Regions from separate parts of the Mus musculus genome. Here region 2 is linked to region 1. The links are chromatin contacts, called in public Hi-C maps. All regions are on one chromosome and are shown on one strand. Each heading gives the region's core, a stretch centred on a gene start, on an enhancer-like site or on the middle of the called end of the contact. The rest is flanking DNA. Distances are from core to core; before and after follow the strand shown.

Region 1 (4,605 bases), core at 1,364-3,863:
AGGGTTCTTTGGAGAGTCAGTTGTGTTGGTTGGTGTTTCGCTGGAGCAAAAAAGGAGAGTTTTCTTGAAGTGGACACAGGTGAAAGGCTCAGGCAGCCTCATGAAGGAACTGAAGCAGATGAGTGAGAGGATGAGAGGTGAGAGGATGCTCTGCTAACGCTAGCACATGAAAGGACCCATGGTGAGGGGTTCTTCGCTAATGACACTCATGTACTGGTCCACCTTACACGTGTTCTTGAGTTCCATTTGTCCGGACTCCATAGAGAAACACACCAAAAACCTGGTGGCGTGCTGCAGTTTTTTGTTGCGTCCTCAGATTCATGGCTGATTGGCAGAGTGATGTCAGCTGAGACAGACGTATGTGCTGAGGCAAGACCCATGGAGGACACGTGATGTTTGGAGGGAGAATAAACGGAACTCAATGGACAGTGACGAAGGCTGAGTTGGCTTGCTGGTAGGGCTAGCTGCGCAACGCTTGTTGATCTTGCATCTTTGCTGATCTCGGCTTTCCTGAGAGAGGCACAGCTGAGAACTTCTGATGTCCCTGCTGGTGCAAATCCCTCCTGCTGCTGACTCCTGCTGAGGCTGGGGCCTGCCTGTCCCTGCTAGGTGGTGCCACCACTGCCGATTCCTGTTTGCTATCCTGACTCTACTGTGCTGCTGGTGTATCTGTGAAGTGTTTGCAAGTGGATCGAGCTGCCGCTGCTAACCTGTGAACTGAACTGCCGATTTCCAGACAACACAGATGGGAGCTGCTCTAAAGAACTTTTCTAAACAGGTCCACTTCCCCTGTATCTTTTCTTTTCCACCACCTCTGGTTGGTGGTGGGCTAGCAGAGAGGTTAAAGTGTTTAAGAACCATCATTTAAAATAGGTTTTGAGAAAAAAAAAATTAAAGTTACAGACTTTCTGGAGAGAACTACCTGAACGGACATGTAAGGAACACAGAACAGTTTTCTTTCCTAAATGCTGCTGGCAGGACATGGTAAATAATCGTGGGTAGTGCTGGGCACAGAGCTCATGCTCAGAGCGTGTTCACTGTCACCGCTGTGGTTTTCAGTCACGGTGTCTTCGATGTGTGAGAAACTAGTCAGGAAAAGAACCAAGGCTTGGGGAGGCAGCTCATGGAGCGAGAGGTTTCCGAGAAAGCGTGAGGACCCGTGCTCACATCCTCAGGAGCTACGTGAGGGATGGGCGGAGCTGGCTGTGGGAGGCACAGGCAGAAAGGTCACTGGGGCATGGTGGCTTCCAGCCTAGCTCCAGGTCTGATGAGAGTCCCAACACAAAAGAATAAAGGCAGAGAGTCACAGAGGAGACCCAACATTCTCCCCTGACCTTCATCTTTGCTCATGGACATGCGCAATGCAGGCATCCGTCCCTCCACACGCACACGCATGCAGAATGAACTCTAGCCAAGATGGTTATTTCCCCAGACAGTGTCTACCACCCGAACAAAAGAAAAACAAGTTATTTGGCCAGAAATGACATAGTTAGCAGCTGCTTACAGTGCGAGGTGTATTTCCTGAAGACTGTTTCTAGAGAGGTGGCAGGCTTTTGTATAGGAAGTAAAGGAGTTTGTAAGAGTCCCTCCCTCGGTGTGCTGTTCCTCAGCGTGCTCAGGGACAAGCAGTGCCTCTGTCCATTGTGTCCCTGTGGCAGAGAGGAAATGTCTCCCTCTCTCTCTTCACCCTTGTGATCCTGGGTTAGAAAAACATAGGAAGGAAAAGAGGCAGTGGGCCTGGGCACTGGCATTGGAGCACATTCCGTGAGGCTTCCAGAGTCTGCAGGGTGTGTGTGTGTGTGTGTGTGTGTGTGTATAGGGTGAGGTTCTAAGCTGGGCTTCTCAGTTTGGCTGTACACTGACATCTCTGACATATCTTGGCTGCACCCAGACCACTTCTGCGGGAGCCCCTGGGATAGACAGAGACATCACACTAGATGGTGATCTTTGGGGCTCCAGGGGCTCCAGGGCTCTGCCGCATGCTGGCCTGAGAAGTATTGGTCTAGCAGACACTGGCCACCATTTCTAGATACTCGGATAATTAGTGTCTTCCACACCTGAGCACGCACAAGGATTTGCAGCAATGTGGTCCAAAGTTCACATTCTAGTCACATTCCCCAAATCTTTGACTTTCAAAGCTCCAAGACGGGCCCAGGCCTGTGCGTTCCCAGCTACCACCCTGCCAGAGGCGATCAGCACCTGAGTGAGAAGAGAAAAAGAACCTGGAACTCAGGCCAGAGCAGCGAGGTGTCCCCACACTTCACAGAAAGTGCCCTACACTGGATTCAGCTCCAGCCATGCCCAGCTTAGGCCAGCAGATGTAAATAAGTGGCCGGTGGTCAGAAGTCAAGTCAGTGAGATCAGAGAATGAATATCTGACCCGAATCTTGAGGGCTACAACATTCTGTAATTATTTTTAACCTAACTACCTAGGTAAACCCCGTGAATTCGTGTGAAAATCAGCTTCCTCTTTGCAGGAAAAAAAAAAAACAAACAAACCAAGGCTAAAAGTGTGTGCCACTAGGTGGCAGCATACACTCACGAGTGAATGCCTGCTGCCAGGTGCCATTTTCCTGCTTCTAATTAGTAACATTTATTTAGTGTTTGCTCCTGTGGTGTGTGACGTCAACACCATATGTCTTCTTGTCCTAGGAAAGCTGGTCTATGAGCGCATCTCCTCGATGTGTGTGGACAGCCGCAGTGCCTTGCCAGGTAATGTCATGCTTCCTGGGCTTGCTGGCACCAGCCTGCTCAGAACCGCCGTTAGACGGTTTTAATCAAGTCGGGATTTATTGAAAATGGATAAGGTTTTTAATTCAATGTGTTGAAAGAAACGTGTTTGAAGTCTGGTTGTCTCTGTCGTCCGGAGCCATCAGAAGGTTTGCAAGCAGGCAAGTCATTAGAATGCAGGAAAAGGGGAGAGGGTGGAGTGAGACCTGGCTACAGGTCAACTTCTCTGCTGCTGCTCAGAGCCACGCTCCTGTTTCATATGGGCCTTTCTCTCCAAGAAGCAAATTGCTTAAGTAAAAACTGCGTATGTATGAAGGGATGTCCGATAAATCAATAGTAGCAGATGCCCCAGCTCCTCAGCCTATACATAAATGATGTTGGCGTTAAATTCATTGCCAATCAATTTTAAATTCCCAGGAGGTTCTAATGGGACAGGTGGATGATGGACTTGTGTTGTCACAGGAGCAATTGTGACGATGTGTTCAGATGCAGCATCTTCAGCTACGGCTTCCTTTCCTTTGCCCTGTTCAGCTCACACAAGCTGCAGCGGCTGCCTGGGCTGTCATTTCGTCCCTCATCCTGGTCCTGGCAGCGGTTCTTGCCCAGGGACAAGGAGACAGTGATAGTGGCAGTGACCCATAGTTTAACCTTTTCCCTTCCTTCTTCCCTGCCCCACTCCCTTCTCTCTCCCCCCTCCTCCTCTTTCCCTTCCCTGGCCCTCCTTGTCCATCCACCCAGATATCATCCATCTACCCTCTCAGCCATCCTCTATCTATCTCTCCCCCACATCTGTTTACCTGCCCTCCTGACCCCCCTGCTCCACCCCCATCTGTCTTCGCACTGACCATCCATCTACTCACCTGCCCATTTATCCACCCATCTCCTTAAAACTTTGATACAAACATCTCTCAGAAGGAAACAGCTGTACACAGCTTTAGGTCTATATGAGCCCTTTAGCCCTTGGAGCTACCTGGTCTCGCCATAGAAGGGTAGGCCCAGTGCAGAAGGGTCACAGCTGTGCCTGCACTGTCTGGTCCAGTGGCCACCAGCCCCGTGTTGCTCTTGAGTACTTGAGATGTGGCTGGCAAACTGAAATGAGTTCGGAGTATAAAAAGAAAAGACACTAGGTAGCTCGGTGTGGAGGAACATGCCTGGAATTCAGCCTATACCAGCACCCAGGAGACGGAGACAGAAGGATTGTGAGTGCAAAGTTAGTTTGGGCTCCGTCGTGAAATCCTGTCTGTAAACCCCCAAGGGCTGAGGGTCCAGCTCAGTGGTAGAGTGCTTATAGAACATCTCCAACACTGCAGAAAGGGGAAAGAAAGCAAAAAAGAAATGAGAAATGACAAAAGACACGGGATTATAAGACTTACTGCACATCCAAAGCCATATAAGCCACTAATAACTTTTCAGACTGGTCCCAGGTTAAGCTGGTGCTCCAGATGGACTGGGCCTCTGCACGTTAGTGTAATGCTGTACCTCCTCAGCCTTCTGTGGCTCGTACAGCAGTTCTGTGCCTCCAACCCGACCCACCCCACCCCCACACTGTAGTCAAGATTTTAGTGTCTCCTTCTGGTAAGTTTAGGAGCTTAGAAAGTCCCACAGAGGCCAGCCCTGTGGGAAAATCATCTCTGCTGGCCAGGGGTCTGGGAAATACACATTTATTTATTGAATGTACGCTCAGCATGTGGTTCATGGGTATCAAACCTCAGCCGACTGCCAGAATTAAACTTGTATGTTTTCTTTCGCAACAACAGATTTTTTTTTTTAAATGCATGCATGTCTGTGCACTACTGGTGTGCCTGAAGCCCTGTGTGGCCTGGAGAGGGGTGGGATCTGCTGGAGGCACAGGGAGTGTGAGCCGCCTCGGGTGGG
Region 2 (4,515 bases), core at 793-3,292, 420 kb after region 1:
GCTGGTATACTGTGCCAAAGCTCTGGGTGGGAAAGACCATAGTCTTCATGGGAGTTAGACTGTGACCGTTCAAGACACTTGGACTTGAGGTCATTGACAGTCAGCATTCTCTGCTCCTAACCTCATGTCCTGTTTTGAACTCTTGGAGGTCACCCTCCTCCTTGTCTTTCCAGCTTAGGAATGCCCAAGAGTGGTTGTCTAGTACAGCAGTGGGGGAGATGGAACAGTCAGGATGGGGGTTACACTCTGACCAGAGGGTGCTGAGGAAGAGGGGGGCTCTGGCTCTTCTTCACTTCAGCAAGCATCACACATAACCAGCCTCTCAAAAACTGACTTCTCAATAGAAAGCTCTGGGGACAGGCTTTGGAGGGCAGGAGGGGGAGGTGCAACCTTGATAGAAATCAATTTCAGTTCCAGGTAATTACAGGAGCACCCTACCTGGCAGGGTGCGCAGAGGTGAAGCCCCTCTTCTAGGGAGGTAGAGGTTAGGGAGAGAACTTCTCTCCACATGAGGGACAGGAGCCCATGTTAGGAAACTTGTACTTGCCTGTGCTGGGAGTGGAGATTGCTGGAGACCATCTTTCCACGGGCTCTGGATTCCTACATGTTTGAGGAGGAGAGGGCTCTCAGATCTCTAGGAGACTGAAGCCTAGCTTCTCAGTATCCCAGGATGCTCAAGTTCTTGGGGCAGTGGTAGAGGCTTAGAGTCTAGTTTGAACAGGAGTTTTTCTCTTTCTGAGCCTTTCCATCTCTAGCTCTCCCTTCTGTCTGCAGGAATGTCCAGGAATGTCCATGACATTGTGTGGATGACAGGATTAACCAAAGACCTCCAAACTGAAGCCAACCCCACACCACAGGGGGCATAGGGGCTGTTCTTACAGGTCCCAGTTGGTCTCCCTCATAGCCCATGCACACACCCCTCCTCCCTCAGCAGCTCATCTCTCTTCAGGAATTCACTACAAGTCCCAGCTTCACTTTCCAAAGGACATTAAGATGTGGGACCAGCCAGCCACTCATCTGCAGCGCTGGGAGCTGCCTGGGTAGGGAGGACTGGGGTTGACCTGGAGGCAAAGCCAGAGGAAGCAGACATAAACTCAAGGAGAATGCCATCCTCTGAGGTACCAGTGTCCACCTCTGCCCCATACATCCCAGACCCAGAGACAGTCCTTGACTCTTCTTAGCTACAGGGAGACACCTTGCTCCCTAGGGCTAGTGATAGTGGATAGCAAGGGCTCACCTCATTGTCTCTTGAACCTGAGAAGCTATGATCAAGGTCTTGGTTTTATGTAGCATTAGGGAAGTACAGAGTGTGGCAGAAGTGTTCTCAGCTGAGGTGACAGAGTGGGGCAAAAGCTGGAGAGAAGCCTTCCCTAGGCTTTCTGCCCAGAAGCTGCGGTCAAGTCTCACGCAGCCCTTCTGGGACCCTCAGGGATTCGACCCCCTAGACACACACACACACACACACACACACACACACACACACACACACACACACACACAGACACAGACACAGGAGCGCTTTGGAGTAGATGCACACCCACAAGTCACAATGCCCCAGAGCCACACAAGCACTGTCCCCGCCAAACCACAAGCCATTCATCCTGATCTGGAAACATCCACAGTTGCCACCAAGGTTTAAACTTTACACTTTTTCAAAGGGGGTGCGGGGCTCCAGGCACTTCTCGAGAAGGTGTCTGGGACCCCCTGAGGTTCTGGACAGCCTTGTTCTGCAACTTGGGACTCCTGGCTTCCCTCCCTCTTCCCCATACCCCTCACCTGGTAACCCGAGGCACAGCAAGAAGCTGTAGTAGACCACCGGCACGAAGCCTAAGCCGCAAGCCGAGCTATTCGCAGCGAGGTGGGCGTGCGTGTGCTCCATGAGCGCGCCCCTCGCCGGGCTGGGCTCGGCGCAGCTGCCAAGCGGCTGGGGACCAGGCAGCCCTAGGGAGGATCGCCGCACCGCGGGACCCGCTTCCACTACTGGCTGGTGTCCTCGGGTGGCTCCGCACCTGCCCTCCTAGATAGGCAGCTCGGTTCTCTGGCAGGGTGCAGGGGACGAGGGAGGGGCTCCTGAAGCCAGAGTGTGCACCTCCCTCCTAGGACCGCTCAGCTCCCGCCTCAGAACCCGGGCCGGGACGCCGTTCCCCTCAGCCAATCAGCAGCTTCCTGGATGGTGTGTGTGTGTGTGTGTGTGTGTGTGTGTGTGTGTGTACACGCGCGCGCGCGCTTGCGCGGGCACACACACACAGAGAGCTCGCGGTGCAGGTTTGGGGGTGGGGGGCTTGGGTGGGATGTTAGCCTAACCCAGTCCCAGTTGCGTTTTTTTGGCTTCGGTTTCTGGAGGAAAAGACCGGGTTAACTTGGGAACCCCGGAGGAAGACCGGGATGGAGAACTGGGTTTCCAACCCCTGTGGGAGGGGCGTGGTGTGAATATGACCTGCTTCTCCCTCAGCAGCTCCTTTCCCCTCCAGTATGTCCTCAGTTTTTCTTCTGACTCTCTCTCTAGCTACTTGTCCTCGCTCCCCACCAATGCCTGGAGTCCATCTTCACGTAGAGTATTTTACATCCTGGTATGGCGGATGGGGGGTCGCGATTGTTGGAGCCCAGAGAATGTTGAAAGGTTTTTTTTTTCCTGCCTGAGCCTGTGGGTCTGAAGGAAGGGTGCGAATATCTTTGCGAATGTCACCAGGTCGATGGTACTGTCCCTGAACTTGGATGGGATGCAGGCTGGCTAAGAGCCCACAACACACAGCCTTCAGCCTGGCATAAGTCTGTTACAGCCACTGAGACATACCCGCACGCACACAAAGGCGCACAATGCCCAGTCATGCGGATGCACTCACACACCCATGCACGTAGATTCTCCCATCTTCCACACCTAGCTAGACTGGTGAAAACGTGCAGACACCCTCATCAATATGCACGAGGGCGCAGCAGGCTCAGGCGGAGCCTCGAACAACTACACAATCGCACATAGGGAGCTGGGTGGTCTGGAGTACTTTGAAGGTTGTGTGAAGGAGAGTATGGGCGGAGCAGGTGGGATTCCGGCAGTGGAGGGTCGCTCCCATTGCAGGAGAGGTAGGCAGAGCGCTGCAAGAGCTTCCTTTTTCAAGGGTACCCAAGAATCCTCCAAGGAGAGATGTCTGTCCCGGACTCAAGTCAAGAGCACAGAGGAGGAGCACAGAGGCGAGCCTTTCCAGGAGCAAGCTGAAGCAGATGCAAGCGAGGGGCAAGCGACTGGCTTTAAGATGTTGAAAAGCCCACCTCCTCAGACTCCTCCCCTAACCTCTGTTCCTAAAAGAGAAAAAAGCAGAGCTTCTTCTGGGTCTCCAGCAAGGGCCCGGTGTCCTGTCCCCATCTCTGTTAGGCGCTTCCCCGGGGAAGAGAATGGAGGAGGGGACTGCTGGAGGACCAAAGTTGTAGAGGAATCTTTTGGCCTCAGCTGGGTCTGTGGCGAACAGACAGGCAGCCAGCCCCCTAAAGGGACAGGTTATTACAGAGTCCCATGCGTACACAGTAGCACAACCTGATATTTCAAGCTCTGTTAGATATTAACATTTTATTGTCACCTCTCTTACCGTCTTAACCTTTTGTTTTATTTTCTGTTGACACACATCACCATGCATATTTCTTGGGGTATAATGTGATATTTCGATCCCTGTATTTAATGTGTAATGACCAAATCAATGTAATGAGCATATTTGTCACTTTAAGCATGTGTCATTTCTTTTGGGGGAGTGCACCCACAATTTTCTCTTGAGGCCAGGAATGTAGCTTAGTTGCCAGAGTGCTTGCCTAGTGGGCATGAAGCTCTGTTTTGAACCAGTGCCATACAAGACCTAGCCCCTTAGTTCAAGTCTTTAGTCCTAGTACTTGGGAAGTGAGGATAGGAGGATCGGAAATACAGAGACGTCCTTGGCCACATAAATCCTTTCTTATGATGATTTTGAATGTGACCACCCTTCCTGTAAAAAATTTAAAATACAAAACAAAACCTCGTGAGCTAAGTAAAGCAACCTCTAATCGCTGCAAAGGCTCAAAACGTTAATTGCTGTAAACCTATAGACGGGATTGACCTGCAGGTGGCGCTGCATTAAGACGAGACGCTGGCGGATACATGGCTTGGCAAAGTCTCCAGTCTCTTTAGAGATCTCTCTCCATAAAGAAGAGTGGTTAATGCCCCGAGCTTTTGCATAGGCAAAGTGAATGGCCTGCCTCCTCACCCTCATGTCTCTGCTCACTTGTCTGCTTCTCATTAACAATCCTAATTAAGATTGGCATCTCAATTATTCTTCACCCCAAATCTTGTGCCCCCCCTGTCCTCCTCCCTGTAGGCTTAGTACCATCCACCCTACCCCATAGGACCTGATTTGTCTTGTTCTTGTCCATTCCTTCCTTAGAAGGTCAAGAACTTTTGTCTGTGGGGTTCTGGATGCAGCTTTACACAACACCTGCAGATTGCAGAGTCAAAACACATGGAGAGAACGAAATCTGCAACATCCAGTAGTTGAGGCG

Evidence for each region. Hi-C and Micro-C count contacts between places; a contact is called where the count stands out from the background.
Region 2: a contact with region 1 is called in a Hi-C map of cerebellum, with 2.0 times the contacts expected there. The contact joins the promoter of Gpr139 here to the enhancer-like site in region 1. A contact is called at or near these places in 6 of 39 promoter capture datasets (the C10 cell line, embryonic stem cells, hippocampal neurons and 2 more), 4 of 484 Hi-C or Micro-C datasets (cerebellum and embryonic stem cells) and 1 of 115 datasets of contacts at active chromatin or transcription factors (astrocytes).

The regions. Positions count from the first base shown.
Region 1 is chr7:118,763,713-118,768,317 of GRCm38.p6, forward strand. Vps35l (VPS35 endosomal protein sorting factor like) reads left to right here. Exons shown (of 31, transcript NM_027815.4): 9 at 2,653-2,712. Among named protein-coding and RNA genes, the nearest start is that of Vps35l, 26 kb to the left of the region's middle. Within about 2 kb of position 2,614, at least 54 of the 459 cell types and tissues checked have an H3K27ac peak or open chromatin away from gene starts, as enhancers often do. A contact at or near this core is called in cerebellum and hippocampal neurons, where this site is marked.
Region 2 is chr7:119,182,496-119,187,010 of GRCm38.p6, forward strand. It overlaps Gpr139 (G protein-coupled receptor 139), which reads right to left and starts at 2,043. Exons shown (of 2, transcript NM_001024138.2): 1 at 1,777-2,043. The coding sequence starts at 1,879.